Regions from separate parts of the Mus musculus genome. Here region 1 is linked to region 2. Evidence: chromatin contacts called from public ChIA-PET data. All regions are on one chromosome and are shown on one strand. The core of a region is the stretch at or near the end of the contact, and the rest is flanking DNA. Distances in the headings are between cores, read along the strand shown. Region 1 holds the start of Isg20 (interferon-stimulated protein). Region 2 holds the start of E430016F16Rik (RIKEN cDNA E430016F16 gene).

The links. ChIA-PET counts read pairs in DNA pulled down with a chosen protein or histone mark.
Region 1: a contact with region 2 is called in an RNA polymerase II ChIA-PET map of memory CD8 T cells, with 58 read pairs. The contact joins the promoter of Isg20 here to the promoter of E430016F16Rik in region 2. A contact is called at or near these places in 6 of 39 promoter capture datasets (the C10 cell line, hematopoietic stem and progenitor cells, hippocampal neurons and 2 more), 2 of 484 Hi-C or Micro-C datasets (CD4 T cells and Th1 cells), 3 of 115 datasets of contacts at active chromatin or transcription factors (CD8 T cells, effector CD8 T cells and memory CD8 T cells) and 1 of 9 other capture datasets (liver).

Annotation. Positions count from the first base shown.
Region 1 is chr7:78,912,498-78,915,197 of GRCm38.p6, forward strand. Isg20 (interferon-stimulated protein) reads left to right here and starts at 1,268. Exons shown (of 4, transcript NM_020583.5): 1 at 1,268-1,545; 2 at 1,825-2,077. The coding sequence starts at 1,850.
Region 2 is chr7:78,716,778-78,719,477 of GRCm38.p6, forward strand. It overlaps E430016F16Rik (RIKEN cDNA E430016F16 gene), which reads right to left and starts at 1,443. Exons shown (of 11, transcript NR_015542.2): 1 at 1,303-1,443.

The DNA.
Region 1 (2,700 bases), core at 18-2,517, 200 kb after region 2:
CATGCCCAGGAGTTTGAGAACCACAGTTTCCGACCCAGTGACAATGAACTGGGGCCCCTATCTTAGGTTTCATTTCCTCTCCCCTGAGCGGTATGACCCACAAGCCCCGCACCCCAGCGGAGAGAAAGGAACATAGCCTAGCGCCTCTGTGTTTTATCTCCCCGAGTGGCAAAGCGAATGCAGATCCATATATATTCTTCCTTTGGCCTCTCTCTCTCTGGTGTGTTCTGCAAGCGCTCCCCTCTTAGAAAGCTGAGTCTGTTTCTGATCCGCGCATACCTCAGTTTGTTTATTAGAATACTGAACGTTCCCTGCGTGTTAGGAATAAGCAACAGGGGCTCCATGATTCAGGGGAGGAGTTTTCTTGTCGCTATGAGAGACCAGCCAGGGGCATCCAGAAGAGTCCAGAGCAGAGAGGAAAAGCAGCAGACTGCCTGCCCATGGACAGGACCATCTCTCAGGAGCAGAGAAAATAGGAGTGGGGAGCTAGAGAAGAGAATAGTAAGAGCGGCAGGGGGTAGAGTGGGGATATTGCTGGTTTTAAGGAAAACGGACGGGGCTGAGGTGGAAGGGCCTGGGAGCTAGCAGAGCGGAGGAGTCAGGGAGGTGAGAGGGGTCAGAAGGCCAGTGCAGAACAGGTACATGTGAACATGTGTCATGTGAAGGAGTCTGCAGGCTAGCATGGGCTGTCATGTGGACCCACAGAACTGTTCTGACAGGTTTCTGAGGAACTCTTTGTGAGAACTTTGAGCTATACACAAGAAACCCTATAGTCCAGCTTGAGCTGCGGGCCAGACTGTCATTTTGGACAAAGACAGTGGGCCTGCCCTTTATTTCAGGGGGCTGGGGAGGGTTCTTGGAATTTTTCCTTTTGGACCTAATAATAGGTATCACTCTAAGGATTCTAAGTCCCAGCCCAGGAGACTAGAACCCAGGAGGAAGAACAGCCTGGCTTGAGGCCCTCTAAAGGTCTGCTGCTGTTTGTCAACTCTCCCAGGTAGAGTCTCTGCCCAATGAGGCACCAAGGACTAGACCCTCCTCCTCCCCCAACCCCTTGCTGCCCTTCCCAGTTAATGGTACCAGCATCTCAAGAACTGCTTGCTCTGTCCTCAGAAAACCTCCCAGGGTAGCACACTGACAGCAGGTCCCAGAAGTTGTGGGACCTTCCCCAGGCTCCAATCCCGGAGATGTTTATTCTCTGGGTGGAGGGTGAGAAAAGCAAAGAAAGATGTTGCAATCCACTCCGTCCACGTCAGACACGTCATCCGAAAGGGAGGAGTAGGGCAGGGCCAGAGGAGGGACAGCCTGACGCGGCCACCAGCCCTGACTCAACCTGCCAGCCCCCTTACCTGGCCAGCCTTGAGGAGATGGAACAGCCCAGGCTACAAGGCCTGCCCCCACTCCTCAACTTCCCTTGATAATGAACCAGAAACTGAAACTAAAACAGGCAGGCTCCCCGTTAGAGATGAGTCACTTCCCAAAGTGACTGAAGTAGCCGAGAAGTGGAAACAGAGGGGCAGAAGAGAACCCAGGGCACTGAGACAGGTGAGAGCAGGTACCAACCACATAGCTGCCCAAACTGGGAGGCAATGGGAGGGGGCTTCGAGGTGGGACAGCCAGACAGGACCAGCAAGCTCTGGGACCTATAGCACACAGAAGCTGAAGGCTGGCAAGAGGCCAGCTTCTGTTGCCAGGTGGCACTGGAGATAATGGGCAGGGCTCAGGGTGTAGTTTGGCAGGGTGGTGGCCCAGGATGCCTGGAGGGCTGTTGGTTCTTGACTGACAGCCTGGCTCTCCCCCACCCCCCACCTCCCCATCCTCCAGGGCTTTCTGAGGGTCGCCAAGGAGCATGGCAGGCATCCCAGAGGTGGTGGCCATGGACTGTGAGATGGTGGGGCTTGGGCCTCAAAGGGTGAGTGGCCTCGCCCGCTGCAGCATTGTGAACATCCATGGCGCAGTCCTGTATGACAAGTACATCCGACCCGAGGGAGAGATCACGGACTACAGAACCCAAGTCAGCGGGGTCACGCCTCAGCACATGGTGAGGGCCACGCCATTTGGTGAAGCCAGGCTAGAGGTAAGTGAAGAAGGAGCAGGAGTCGAGGCACATTTGTCCTTCCACCTCAGCTCCTTCCTAGGGTCTGTGGTCTGTGACTCTCCCATGAGGAATTTCTCACATATTTGAGGGAGGGAAGGACTCTGGGTCTCCCTATCACAGCCCTCAACTAAGTTAGTCTCCCCACCACCAGAGAATCTTAGGCTCCCATCTGCAGCTGTTTTCAGGGCATCTTTCTGGTCCAACTTTCCGGTCTTATGATGGGGACATTGAGTCCCACCTGATGTTCCTTCTCTTCTACATCGCACTGCTCTGGTGAGCCTGTGAAATGAGGTTCTGAGGCTGAGCTGGCTCTGACTCAGAGGCCAGAGGCTCCTGGGCTGAAGGAGACTGTGTTCCCAGACTGCGTGCTCTGGGCCACTGAGGCCCGAGGTTCTTACCCTTTAACCTTGTGTCCATGTCTTCCAGACATGTAGGACACGGAGCTGAGCACTCTAAGGGCTGCCCATCCTCCCACTGGGCCGCCAGATAGATCAGGCTTGCTCATCCGCTGTGTGGCAAGCAGCCAGGCTCTGCTACTGCCCACTGGGTGGAAATCCCAGTACCCTGATGGTGCTTAGCAAACCGCCCCCCACCCCCCAGAT
Region 2 (2,700 bases), core at 193-2,692:
CTGGGGAGGAAGGAGTACTGCTGTCATCCATCAGACCAAGACCAGGAATCCTGCTAAATATCCCACAGTACACAGGGTGAGCCCTATGACACAGAATTAGCTGGCTAAGATACCAATGGGATTGAGGTTGGCAAACTATGTCCCTGAATCACCAAAGACTGAATTGTTTAGCGTCTGAGCTCTTCCAGGGTCTCGGGTTGAGGTAGGGCCAGGAAGCTCAGGCCAGCAATCTCCTAAGCGCTGTGTGGAACTCTGGCACACATGGCTGTTCTGTTACGGGTTTGTAAAATGGGAGAGCAGGCAGGGCAACTTTAGGAGGGAAGAGATTCACCAAAATCAAGATGTCTTTTTGGAGAAGACTTCTGTGCTACATCTGGTATTCTACTGGCCAGTCATCTCTGTCTCACTGTGTCTAAATACCTGAGGCACTCAATGTACAAGAGTGTTTCAATGCATGCATGCATTCTGAGGTTTCAGTCCACAGTGGCTCAGTTCACTTGCTTCAGGCCTGTGGCACAGAAATCATCAGGGCAGAGGAGGCTGCTCACCGGTGGCAGCCAGTAAGCAGAGATGAAAAGAAAGGGACTGAGATACCAATCACACTTTCATGGGCAGAACCCTATGAACCTGATGCCTTTCTACAGAGCTCCACACTAAAGACTCTACTAGCTCCAAACACTGCCACAAAGCCTTCAACAAGCCTTCGGGGTATATCTAAGGTCTAAACCATAATTGTAGTGATCAATCTTAGATGCCAATGTCAAATGCTTCCCTAGGTGTTTCCAGGAAAATTTGATAGGTGTAGTTAATTCTACAATAAGCTAGTTTTGAGTAAAGGATACCTGGGTTGACTGGACTCAGTGGCTCCAAAGGCCCTAACAGTAGAGTGGAAGTCTCCCCACAAAGGTGGGTGGAAGGGTCCCACTCACAGACAGCATCGCCCTTGATGCAGGCAGAGAGGTGCAGCCTGCCCTTGGGACGTCAACCTTTCCCTGCCAGCCCGCACCACCACAAAGCCAGTTCCCAGCATCTCTTTATAGTGATCATCTCTGTCTGCTTGGCTGGTTAACCCTGCTTACCACAAGTAACTCACAATCTCCAAGGGGAGAATAAAGCTTTATGACAATTCCCAAAGTGATTTGTCCAGCAAAGCCTTGAATTTGAAGAGCATCCTGTGGGATCATACTCCAGATGTCTTTTTCTGACAAGCAGTAACACAAGGAAACTAGGCAGTTTGGCCAGTTCTTTGGCCCGGCTTCTATGGATGGTATCGGGTTCTCACTATGGACAGAGGATCCTTACCACTACATGCCATCTGCCGGTTGCCCTTCTCCACTACACAGGAGGTGGTCCTCTTGCATCCATCCTTGAGGCACATCCAACACCATGACTGAGATTTCTTAGGTCTAGACCTTTGCTCTCAGTAAGCAGAGCTGATAAGCCTCAGCCCCTGAATACGCAGCAGTCAAAACGGCATGGTTTATGCAGAGCACCTGGCACACAGTGGGTGTTCAACTCCTGTGCCAAGACCCTCCCCTCTGATGACAAGCTGTGCTAAAACAGGCCTCCTACTATATAAGGAATAAGCAGGGTTTTTAAACCACTCAATATGGGCAACAGTTGCCAAATGATGCTACGGAGCTCTCCTAGGCCCGAGGCCCGCCCTAAATTTAACAGGCCTGTGTTTACAAACCCAAATCCATGCATCTCTGAGGCTCCCACACATATCCCAGCTGTCCGCCTGAAAAATTCCGCGTGGAGAGTCTCTGGCAGAGTCTCCACCAGCTGGTAACTCTCAGAGTGTTCCTGACACTTGGTCTGAGCCTTAGGCACACTATTCACAGGCGAAACCCAGGAGCTCCTCCTTCTACCTGAAGACTGGTAGGACTCTGAGCTGGTGGATTGCAACCAGGATTCTGAGGCTAAGCCACACACGGAAGATTCTAGGAGCTAAGACAAGCCTCTCTGCAGAGCCTGGCTTTTCTCTCTCTATCCTTTACTCATTCTCTGTATGTACTAGGCTGACACACATGCACAACATCACACCTTCCTACAATTCAGCTATCCTGAAACTGTCCAATAGCACTGAACACAGCCCAGAACCCAGAAAGACACAGAAGTCTCTAGATTGGACACAGAACATAGACTGATTCTCTGAACCACGTGCAGCGCCGTAAGCCTTCCCTCGGACCTTATTTCCCTTTCCTATGGGCTATTTCTCCAACTGAGAGACACCTAAATCACCAGACAGCTTGGTAAATACAGATTGCTTGTTCTACCCTTCCCACCCCACTCCAGTGATTCTGATTAGGCAAGTCTGGAACAGGACCGGAGGAATGGGCATCTCTAAGGAGTTCCCAGGTGAAGCTGATGTCACCAGATCAGGGGCTGCTCTCAGGTTAGGGGGTGGCTGCTTTACAGATTGGATGAGTCAAGCCCACTGACTCTAAGTAATCCTGAATCAGAATGGAATCTCCCTCTGTGTGTGTGTGTGTGTGTGTGTGTGTGTGTGTGTGTGTGTGCGCACTGGGGGCGGGGAAGATGCCGATAGTGGTGAGTCTCAAGAAAGAGAAAGCCAGGCTGACAGCTGCAGGAAGTGACAGTTGACAGCCTGAGAGCACAGAAAGAGACAGCAAACTATAAAAAGCAGACTTAAGAACTCAAAAAGCAAAACGGACCGAAGCCATCTCTGTGGGATAC